3 separate regions of the Mus musculus genome follow, and all the other regions are linked to region 3. A link is a contact called in public HiChIP or PLAC-seq data. All regions are on one chromosome and are shown on one strand. The core of a region is the stretch at or near the end of the contact, and the rest is flanking DNA. Distances in the headings are between cores, read along the strand shown.

Region 1 (3,962 bases), core at 1,399-3,898, 88 kb after region 3:
CAGGCCATAGGTCTTTTTTTCTTTTTTAATTTGTTTCTCATTACAGATGGTTGTGAACAACCATGTGGTTGCTGGGATTTGAACTCATGACCTCCAGAAGAGCAGTCAGTGCTCTTAACCACTGAGCCATCTATCTCACCAGCCCTGCCTTGAACTTTCTATACAGCTAAGGATAACCTTGACCTTCTGATCCTTCTACCTCTACCTCCTGAGTTTTGATTAGTCACTGATGACCACAGGGCATTTTTATGGGGTGCTAGGATGTGAACCTAGGTCCTGTGTGTACGAGGCAAACACTTTACCAACCAAGATGCTCTCTCTGACTTACTTTGTAGCATTTTTTTTCCTACCATATCTGTTGCCATTTCCCAGGTACACATCCCAAATTGGGCCTGATGCCCTGAGTCAGCTATTGGCACAGAAGAACTCTAACGGGCCCAGAGAGATGGTCAGAGGTTGAGTTCAGACTGTTCTTTCCAGGGGACCTGAGCTCGATTCCAAGCACAATTGATGGCTCACAACTATCTGTAACTCCAATCCAGAAGATAAGATGCCTTCTTTTGTTCTGCAGAGGTGCCAGGCACAGGAGTGGCACACAGGCATACGTGCAGGCAAAGCGCTCATGTACATAAATTAAAGATCATACGTGAGGGCTGGTGAGATGGCTCAGTGGGTAAGAGCACCCGATTGCTCTTCCGAAGGTCCAGAGTTCAAATCCCAGCAACCACATGGTGGCTCACAACCATCCCTAATGAAATCTGATGCCCTCTTCTGGAGTGTCTGAAGACAGCTACAGTGTACTTACATATAATCAATAAATAAATCTTTTTAAAAAAAAAAAAGATCATACATGAGTCTTTACAATTTTTCAAAAGGACTTTGGGAAATTTACCATGATTGCTTCTTAACAAACAGGGCTCAGACCAGGATCCCCCAACATTTTAAAACTGAAAAGTATGTTTTGCTGCTAACTTGTTACAGTGCAAAGCTACACCTGGTCCCGTGATTCCCACTTTTAACATTCCCGTTTACTGGATAACGTTTGGTTGTTTCCACATGAGTCACGGAGAAACACAATTAACACCACTGATTCAACTATGGAGCCTCTGTAGGAGTTTTCAAGGCAAGAAGCGCTCAAGGCTCTCACCTCCAAGGCCTCCCTCCTCTTCTGGGTGAGCGTCCCCAATCTATCCCACTGGTCGCAAATTTTCTGGCACCGATCATTGACGTTCACAGCATCGTGATAGTCCAGTTCACTGTGGAAAGCAAGAAAGAAAGATGAATCCTCCCAAATGGTGTGAGGGAAATGGACACAAGCTGGAAATAAACAGGGAAGAGATGTGTGTGTGTGTCTGTGTACGCATGCGTGTGTACACACACACACACACACACACACACGTGTATACAAATGTATGTGTGAACAAATGTACACTCATATATGTGCACGTGCACTTGGAGACCATAGGTAAACCCTGGGTATTTCTGTCAGTCATTAAACTCCATTAAACTCCCAACTTTTTTTTTTTTTTTTTTTTTTTGAGATAGAGTCTTCTAGTAGCCAGGGCTTTGCATTATTCAGCTAAGCTGTCTCCTATCGAGCGCTAAGCATCTACCTGTACCTGTCTCCCCGGAGCTGAAATGAAAAGAACATACCATCATGCTCATTAATATATATTTTAGTGTGTGCGTGTGCACGCGTGCCTGTAGAGGTCAGAAGAGGATGACGGATCCCTGGAGCAGGGGTTATAGACAGTTGTAAGCCGCCTAACATGGATTCTGAAAACTGAAAACCCGTGTCCTCAGCAAGGTAGGTCATGAAGCACTCTTAGCCACTGCGTCAGCTCCCCAGCATCTGTACCGGGGTTTTAAACATGGGTTCTGGGGGATTGAACTTATGTCCTCAAGTGGCAGCCATCTCCTATTATCCAGTCCCCATCCCCATGCCTTTTTTTTTTTTTTTTTAAAGATCCAGTAGAAAACCCAGAGGGAGGCTAGTGAGAGCAACCACTAAGATAACCTGCCACCAAGCTTGACAGGTGAATTTAATCCCTAATATTAATATTGTCTTCTGACTGCCACAGATGTGCTAATTTAATTACTCCTTGACCCAGACAAGGGGATCCCTGGGGCCCAGCAGGCAGCCAGCAGAGCTGAATCATTCAAGCTCTTGCCCATTAGGAAATTCTATATCATTTTTTAAAAATGCAGAGAGTGACCTGCTGAAGACACTTGAGACTGGCCTCTAACCTCTGGCCTCCACATCACTTCAGGGATTCCCGACCCCTACCCCCCCCACATACACATACACAAAATACGAAGGCCACTGAAAACTGGTAGGGCATTTCAGGGTTTCCTGAATTGTCCCCAGTGAAAATAGTATCGCTTGGAACAAATTATAAGAATTAATACAAATCCTGTTAAGTCAACAGTTTTCAAAATGGCACTGTCTTCTTAATGCCTCTGGCTCACTTTCTCTTCCTGTGTCCTCTGAGGCCTCCTGAGAGCATGACTTTTAAATGGAAACAACAAGGGGAGCCAACTATCTGACCCAGGTGGCTGGAACATTAAAATGAGTCACAGGGAAGGAGGTGTCCACTTGCAGGGTTCTGTGTCCTTGGCGCCTCTAGAAGGGCATGCAGCTTGCTGCCTTCTGAGTGACCCATCCAGGAGAAGGCTGTGACATCACCCAGCACAGAAAGGCTTCTAAAACTGGGCAGGCTGGAGCTCTTCCATTTATGGACAACGACTCTTTGGACTGTTGGATGCCACCAGTGTGGTAGAAAGAAAGAACAACACAAAACAAAAAGCTTGAGTAAAACTTAACCTCATCTCGGGGGTAAATGTCTGAGTCCTGCTTAAAAAGTAACCACCCTGCCAGGTTTTAGAGGAGAGCAGGAACTGTGGAGATCAGAAGACATGTGTACCAGGCTTCTCTGAAAACAGCCTGAGATTAGAGAACTTTCCAGAAGTGCCCTGCTCCCCTGAAAACCACTTCCTTGGGGCTTCAGTTTTATTTATTTATTTATTTATTTATTTATTTATTTATTTATTTATAAATGTGCGCGTGTGTGTGTGTGTGTGCCGCACTAAGTGCACAGAGGTCAGAGGACAACTTACAAGTGTGAGGCTGTCAGTCCTCTCCTTGTGCCGTGTGGGTCCTGGGGATTGACCTCAGGCCGTCAGGAGGAGCATCGGGAACCGTTACGCTCTAGCTCAGAGACCCTCTGCTTTTTCTTTTTTCATACACTCGCCTGTGTTTACTGACTTTGCTGTTTCTTTTGCTGAGCAGAGCAAATACATCTGAGTGTTAGCTGAGTGTTCTTCCAGAACATTCTGAGAGCGACAGAAGCTCCCTGTCACCTCGTTAGAGCTCGTCCAGTCCTTAAGAGCAGCCACCGGCTATCTACAAACACACGCTTTTCACGTAACCAAAGTTGGCTTGGATCTTATGTCTACTTTGTGTATAAACCAAAAAACAAATCCAGCAACTGCCCCCTAGGCAACTATGCTATGCTGATATAAAGTGGCAAGGCAGTAGACCTGTAACCTACAAGCCTTGCCCAGAAATTTCTGGATGTTTCCATCTGATATGTCCCTTGTGGCCTCATGTTTTGAATGCTTGGTCCCTGGCTAGTTGCATGGATTTGAAGAAAGTGGAGCACTGTGGTGTAAGTGAGTTACAAAGGGTGGACTTTAGAGGGTCAGACTCAACTCTGGTTCTACTCTGGGTTTGTTGGCTATGGTGGTTCAAATATACTTGGCCCATGGGAAGTAGCATTTTTAGGGGGAGTGGCCTTGTTGGAGGAAGTGTGTCACTGTGTAGGTGGGCTTTGAGGTCTCCTAGTGTTCAAGTTCTGCCTAGTGTGAAACAGAGCCTCCTCCGGGCTGCCTGCGGGAGACAGTCCCCTTCTGCTACCTGATAATCAAGATGTAGAACTCTCAGCTCCTTCAGCACCATGTCT
Region 2 (3,534 bases), core at 527-3,026, 120 kb after region 3:
TTTAAACTTGATCACACATGACCCCACCCCGGAGTGCCTTTGGGCCCTGTCATGTTAATGAATTACTAATACAGTCTGCAGAGGAGACCAGACCGCCCCTTGGTGCTGCCCTAAGTTAGTCTGTTATTTTTCAAGCTTCTTTTAATTTGGCTTTCACTTGTGTGCTATTTCCTGCCAAAACCAGATTAGAAATGCTTTGGGCAGCTGCTGGCTAAGAATGCAAACTGTCCCCTGTCACAACAGCTGCTGGGCTTAAGAACAGAGTGCCTGGCACGATAAATGGGGAGGGTAGGCAGGGAGCACCCGAGGAGGTTCTTGTACTCACAATGAGACAAATCGGCCTCTCCTAAACAGACTGCTTCCAAACGGGGCCAGAAAAAGCACGGTGCCCATAAAAACAATTTTCCAAGGTAATAAAGAGGAGTTTCGAAGTTAGCAGTCACCCCGCTCGAGAATTACTATAAAACGGATATAAATTCAACGACAAAACATGTAAGCATTTTCTCAGATTTAGAGACATCAAATTGTCCCAAGAGTCTAAATGAATAAATACTTCTCCTAAACATGCTTGAGCTTTAGAAATCAACATGGAAGCCCCTGCAGACCTGGACCCCAACAAGGTGGCCTTCTCTGGTTCCAAGTAGCTACTGAAACTTAAGCTGATTAAGGGAAAGTAAACTCAAATGTAGCCTCTAAGGGACGCCAGCATCTTTCAATTGCTCGCTATGGAGCGGTCCAGCCATGAGCATCCCAGACATGAGCATCCCAGCATTGTTATAGACAGTGACCTTGCTATGGAAAGGTAAGATGACTACAAGAACATTACTTAAGAGTCATCCGGTCAATTATATGGACTTAGGCTCTGGACGGTGTTGTTCATTTGGTGGAGTGCCTGGCATGCATTAGTTATGAGTTTGGTCTTCAGTACCAAATAAAAACAGGGTCTAACCCGAGCACTTGGGAGGTAGAAGCAGGAGAATAAGGATTTCAAGGGCATCTGTGGCTACATTCAGAATTCGAGGCCAGCCTGGGCAATAAGAGACTCTACCAAAAATAAATAAACAAAACAACAACAAAAGTCAGGGGCAGCAATATGGCTCAGCAGGAAAGGAGTTTGCCATCAAGACCGATGACTTAAAATTTCTGAGATTTGGGCTGGTGAGATGGCTCAGTGGGTAAGAGCACCCGACTGCTCTTCCGAAGGTCAGGAGTTCAAATCCCAGCAACCACATGGTGGCTCACACAACCATCTGTAACAAGATCTGACTCCCTCTTCTGGTGTGTCTGAAGACAGCTACAGTGTACTTACATATAATAAATAAATAAATCTAAAAAAAAAAAAAGTATTTTCAAAAAAAAAAAAAAATTTTCTGAGATTTCTGAGATCCACATGGTAGGAGAAAATCAATCCCTGCAAGATGCCCTTTGACCTCCATATATACACCATGGCTTGTGCATGTTCGTGCTCAGACACACACACACACACACACACGCCACTTCGAAAATTTAAAGAATTTTTAAGAAACAACATTACAAAACAACAAAACTACCTGACAAGTTGCTCTCATTTAACTGATAGCATCAAGATTAATTATATATGTGTGTGGTCTTATAGAATACCAAATCTTGAGAGAAAAACATAACAATGTAGACATTTGTAGAGTTGCTTTTATTTAGGCTCTACTTGAAAAAGAACAAGCTATGGTACTTGGTATCTTATCACTTAGTTCCGTTGACAGTCAGAGTGTCAGAAGCACTTCTGGAGATAGCCCCAAAGCTGCCCATGACATCAGCACAGGCTTCTAATCCCCCATGGAATGCTGTGAGGACCACTCTGATAAGTCTTTTCTTGGGCATACCTACCAGTGGAGGTTTCCTATCTCATATATTACTCAGTTGTGTGAGTCCTGAGAATGAGCGTAATCTAAGATGCCAATGTGTTCAGCAGGGCGCAGCCCCAAAGAGTAACACCTGTCTTTAATGAGTTCCCCAAAGCACCAACAAAAGGGGTTACAGGGGATCATAGAAAGGGGGCTCAGATGGCTCCAGGGTAATTGCAAAGAAAAGGCCACTGAACACTGCATACGGAAATGGAATTATAAGGCTTCTTACAATGTTTAACTGTCATTCTATTTGCAGTTTTCATTGTCACAGACTAGAAACACTGTTTCATCACAGAGACTTCTGGGAAAAGTGTTTGGATCCTTAGGATGCACAAGATAGCAACAAAGCTCTGCGACCTTCGGAAGCCTTCCTTGTAGGCATCCTTGCTTAGCGATATACTAATACACAGCAATATATATATCTAAGGTCCAAAGGTCCATGGGAATGGAACCTTGGAACGCTCACATAGCCACGGAGGTTAAGAACACCTTACTCCAGGAAGCACCTGAGGACTAGATTGCTTAGCCAGATGCCCAGTCTGAAAAGATGTTCAAGTTTCCCATCCCACAGGTGCCTGGCCAATCCAAGATCTCCTCCATCTTCCCTCCAGCTCAAACGCTCTTCCACTTTGCTATTATTCCCTTTCCTCTGTATACCTAGTGGTAAATCCAAGCGTTTTAGATATCTCAAAAGGGGTACTTAGTTAGCTAAGCACAGTGGCATGTCAATGCAATCCCAGTCACTTGTGAGGCTGAGGCAGGAGGATCATAAATACAAGGTCAGGCTGGGCTACATACCAAGGGCCAGAGTCAAAAAAGGGGTGTGAGGTAGGCATAAGAACATGTTGGAAGGAGGGTTTGGGGAGACAGTCCAGGGAATGAAAGCAATAGCTAAGCCTGGGACCCATATGGCAGGAGGAGAAAACTGACTTCTAAAGGTTGTTCTCCAATTCACCCTCTCTCTCTCTCTCTCTCTCTCTCTCTCTCTCTCTCTCTCTCTCTCACACACACACACACACACAGGCGCATGCACACACACATGCACACAAACATGTGCACACGTGTAATATTAAAACAAACAAAAAAAGAATTCAGAGTCAGCCACAAAGAGAAACCCCAAACCATCTATTCCCCAGAAATGAAAGACAATCCACGCTAGTCTTTACCGGCTCCAAAGAAACTAAGGTTGAAGTTCCAGAGATACAAGAGAGAAAAGTAGAGTGCAGACACTGCCTCTGTGGGTGTGAAGGTCAATCACATTGACTGGGTTTGGAATGAGATGCACTGTTGCGCATGCCTGTGAGGGCCAGGGACGAAGAAGACGCTCCCTGACTGTGAGGGGCAGCATCCCAGGGTTAGAGCCCCAAACTGAATAAAAACAAAAGGGGGAAAGAGGAAAATGAGAAGGCAAGCTGAAAGCCAATATCCCTCTATGCTTCCTGAATGAGCATGTGACTGGCCACCTCCTGCTCCTGCATCTGGGTGTCTGTCATGTGCTTTGTCACAGCAAAGAGATGCTAGGTGTGGCACTTGGGCAACTGGAGTAAACGCAGAATCCCTTTCTACAACACAAAGAAACACACACACACACACACACACACACACACACACACACACCAGGTGCTTTATGAAACACACACACACACACACC
Region 3 (3,769 bases), core at 1,240-3,739:
CTGCAGTTTCTTTTGACTAATCAGTATGTTCAGCATATTCTGAGCATCATTGTATACCTTTCTGGCTTCTTCACCTATTAAAAATATATAAGGATGTATTTAAAGATGCCAATAGTAATCTGCAAATAACAATTAAAACACTGCCACTTCTCCTTCCCCACAAAGACTGTTTGCCACGGACACAGCCTGAAACAGAGTACAGAGTAGATAGTGGGTCCATGAAATGAGCCCTAACAGTGGGCCTCCTCTAGCTCAATGTGTTTATATTTTCCCATTTAGTAGAATCCTGAGGCTAAATCCATGGCACCTCTTGTCAAAAAAGAAGGCAAGAACTGATATTCCACATATAATCCCATTAACTTCCCAGTGATGTTTGGACGAGACAGGGTCAACAGCGAAGTGTGGCCCAAATCCTCTTACATGGTGTTGGTGCTGTAACCTGGAAGGTGTCAGCATCTGCAATGGTAGGCACCCTCCTTCCTGATGTCCTACAGCTCTGGGACACTCTCCTTCAGTTCCCATTAGCTCTCAGTGGGCAACGTGTGCTGCCCTGCCCTGCCTGGGTGAAGTACAGTCCTACACTCCCTTCTCAGGTTGCCTGTGGTGGGCACAAGGACAGTACAGTAAGAAGCCGCTCGCCTAAGCCTTCGACTGCCCGTAAGCATTTTAACCCGCCCAGGACCCTCTCGAAGCTGACAAGTGTCTTGTTCCCGGGCTCTCTCCATCGAATCTAATGGTTCAGCAGGATGCCTCCTCCCGTGCTGCTCTGCTGTGGCGTCTTCATGCTGTGATTCCAAGTCTCTCGGTTCCTGGGTGGGGGTGAGCTACCCACGATAACCGAGGGGAACAATTTACTGATTTATTCATTTCTCTTCTTTATAACACCAAGTCTCCCTCCTTCCTTGAGTGTTCTGGGTACAACGAAGTCTGCAACTCCCCACGTGGACACCTGCATCCAAAGCTGCCCACTTTCCTTCTCTGAAATATCCTTTTTTCCTGGTTCCTATCCCTATACCCAGGCTCACCAACCCCATGGAATCTTCAATAACATTTCAAGTCCCACCACTTCCAGGAAGCCCACTCTAATCTCCTGTTGGAGTTCTAGCCCCTCTTCTTATGTGAGTGGGATCCCAGGCAGAGCCCTTAGCAAGAGTCGAGCATCAGCCCAGAACAAACCTAGGACTGTCAGCTCCACTGTAGTCAATCAGGTACTAAACCTCAAGATAGCTCCTTTTTTTTCTTTTTTTTTGCCTCTCTGCCATGCAGAGACCAGTGTGTAACTGATGTCAGTAAGTACATTTATTTGAAGAAAATGTTAATAAAAGGGCACATTTACCTGACATGATAAGGGCAAGCAAACACTGAAATGCTCGTGTGAAAGCTGAGTGGTGAGTCACGTGGAAGCAGCTGTATCCTGTACAAACTAAACACTTAGTGCCTTCCCTCAAACCACTCCGAATCACAACACATCGTGAACACCAGGCAGGCAGGACTTACTAACCTACTGCTTTGTCATTAAATATCTTGGGAAATCCTCGGTTCGGGTACTTGCCCCGGAGCTGCCAGACGTCAAAGAAAGGCTTCCAGTCAATGTAGTCCACCAGCTTTTGCAGGTTGTAGTCCTCAAAGACCTGGGTCCCAATAAACGTGGGCTTCACTAGAGGAGAGGCACAGCTGTCAGCGTTGGCACAGCAGCTGGGAGAGCACTCACACCAACACACACTGAGGTGTCCTCTGCTGCTCCTCACTCCACAGCGCACTCCCACACCTGCTTCCCTCCTGTCACCCGTAGGAGTTGTCTTACCAAGAACAGAACTTTCAATTACTGTGGAAAAGGAATTTTCCCATGCAGCTGACTGACTGCTGGAAACTTCCCTCCACCCTTCTAGCCCCACCATAGCCAAGAAAAAAGGAAGCCTTGAGTTCATCCCTGAGTATACAGACGGTCAGAGTGTTAAAGACCACTGCAGAAGCAGAAGGGCTTGTGTAATACACTACTCGTATCAGGTTTACAAACATGAACCAAGAGCCTTGCCTGCACAGTCATTCTCTCTCTCTTTCTCTCTCTCTCTCTCTCTCTCTCTCTCTCTCTCTCTCTCTCTCTCTCACACACACACACACACACACACACACATACACACACACACACAGAGTAGGGACATATACTGAAATGAGTTCCCTACTCTGCAGGGGAGGGACAAATACAGGACCTCCACTATGAATAAATACCCGATTTTAAAAAAAAAAAGGAGTCATAAATCATTTCTTAGATTGTATAATGGAAATAGAGGGGTGTTCAGAAATTGTCCTTTATATCCAAGCCTGAAACATACCATAACATACATGATTCTGGGGCCTCTATAGGCAGACTGTGCTCCAGCCATTTCAGGACACCAAGGACAAAATGCCACATGGATACTGGGCCAGAGGCCAAGGTACCAGTGCTACTGCCAACTCTGAATGGCCATGTCTCCCTGTGACTAGGGATCTGAGGACTGGCTGTTCCACTGTTAGCAGCTGCTCTGAAGAACACCGGCCTCTCAGGAAGCAAGGGGAGAGCGGAGGAGCTCTTAACTAGAATCTCTGCCTTCCTGCACCGCAGTGACTCCTCCCATCTGTTCTGCCATCTTCCCATGATTCACAACTGCCCCTCTTTTCAACCACCATTGAACAGCTTTGTTAACAAAGTCTGGATAGTCTTCTTAGGAGAGAAACTGAAGAGAGACCACTGACACTCCAGACTTAAAGAGGCCTCTTGTTACAGTGGCCTGCAGCTGTGGAGCTGCTGAGGGCAGGGCTACTCTTGATCAAGCTTCATGCCCAGAATCCTGGGGTTGTTGCTTCAGGCTCTTCTTCCCAAGGTCTAGAGAGAGAAAGCTGTCCTTTTTAGGGTTTGATGTCCTATAGCTCCCTGAAGATAACTGGAATAGCCTCAAAACATGGGAAGGCCATACCTTGAGACCCGCATCCTTCAGGCAGTAAGGTAGATAGAGCCGAGTGATGCATCATATGGGGGTTAAAAAAGGCAACCCAAGAAGTATCTCCACCACTACCAGGAGCCACAGCCCTTTTAGGATCGACAACTTGCCCTGACGCCTCTAGACCAACGTTTAGAGTAAAGATAAACAGTAAATAAAGACCCACAGCATGGACTCTGCTCTAGTGATTTCTAGGTCTTCAAAGGTTTTCACATTAGTATCTAATTTTACCCTTTGAACATTTCCTTAAAGTAATCCCCCTTTACACAACGGAGCTTGTAAAAATGCAGAAGACAGACACTCAAGGTCACAACAGTGAATCAGAGCCAGGAGCCAAGTAGGGACAAGCACTCGGGCCTCCAGCTCCCAGTCTGGCACTCTTTCCACTAAACCACCCTGAACCCAGCAGGAGTGAAATCAGAACTGAGCACACCTACATTTGCAATTTCATCTCAACTCTGCAGAGCATGTGTAGAGCACAGATGTCATGAGCACTGAAAGCGGATTTCAGACATTACCTTGAAAATACGGATTCTGCTAACAGAACCCCCTTTCACCCTGTCTTGGTTTTGCATTTGTATCTCATGTCTCTCTGAGCCTGTCAAAACATCTTACGCATATTATTCCCTTGTGAACACCTATGTGAGGTAAGAAAAGTAGCTAGAAATAAAACAGGAAGAAACCACATAACAGAAATTAAAAGGGAAGCATCCAGAGACAGAACAAGAAAGTGAAAAGGGACCCAGCTTTGCTGCAGAGTCTCTCAAGACCTGTAAGTGCAAGGCCATTTT

What was found. HiChIP or PLAC-seq counts read pairs in DNA pulled down with a chosen protein or histone mark.
Region 1: a contact with region 3 is called in an H3K27ac HiChIP or PLAC-seq map of heart atrium, with 11 read pairs. The contact joins two enhancer-like sites. A contact is called at or near these places in 1 of 15 datasets of contacts at CTCF or cohesin (CD8 T cells), 12 of 484 Hi-C or Micro-C datasets (CD4 T cells, the HL-1 cell line, the N1E-115 cell line and 9 more), 2 of 115 datasets of contacts at active chromatin or transcription factors (embryonic stem cells and heart atrium) and 4 of 9 other capture datasets (adipose tissue, embryonic stem cells, liver and 1 more).
Region 2: an H3K27ac HiChIP or PLAC-seq map of heart atrium shows a contact between it and region 3, with 5 read pairs. The contact joins two enhancer-like sites. A contact is called at or near these places in 1 of 115 datasets of contacts at active chromatin or transcription factors (heart atrium) and 2 of 9 other capture datasets (embryonic stem cells and liver).

What each region holds. Positions count from the first base shown.
Region 1 is chr13:12,281,368-12,285,329 of GRCm38.p6, forward strand. It overlaps Actn2 (actinin alpha 2), which reads right to left. Exons shown (of 21, transcript NM_033268.4): 13 at 1,148-1,256. Among named protein-coding and RNA genes, the nearest start is that of Mtr, 25 kb to the left of the region's middle. Within about 2 kb of position 2,649, at least 13 of the 459 cell types and tissues checked have an H3K27ac peak or open chromatin away from gene starts, as enhancers often do. A contact at or near this core is called in heart atrium, where this site is marked.
Region 2 is chr13:12,312,040-12,315,573 of GRCm38.p6, forward strand. The region is part of intron 1 of Actn2 (actinin alpha 2); the gene reads right to left. The region is part of intron 3 of Gm40667 (a long non-coding RNA gene); the gene reads left to right. Among named protein-coding and RNA genes, the nearest start is that of Gm40667, 4.1 kb to the left of the region's middle. Within about 2 kb of position 1,777, at least 2 of the 459 cell types and tissues checked have an H3K27ac peak or open chromatin away from gene starts, as enhancers often do. A contact at or near this core is called in heart atrium, where this site is marked.
Region 3 is chr13:12,193,737-12,197,505 of GRCm38.p6, forward strand. Mtr (5-methyltetrahydrofolate-homocysteine methyltransferase) reads right to left here. Exons shown (of 33, transcript NM_001081128.3): 28 at 1,502-1,657; 29 at 1-74. Among named protein-coding and RNA genes, the nearest start is that of Gm10336, 9.1 kb to the left of the region's middle. Within about 2 kb of position 2,490, at least 40 of the 459 cell types and tissues checked have an H3K27ac peak or open chromatin away from gene starts, as enhancers often do. A contact at or near this core is called in heart atrium, where this site is marked.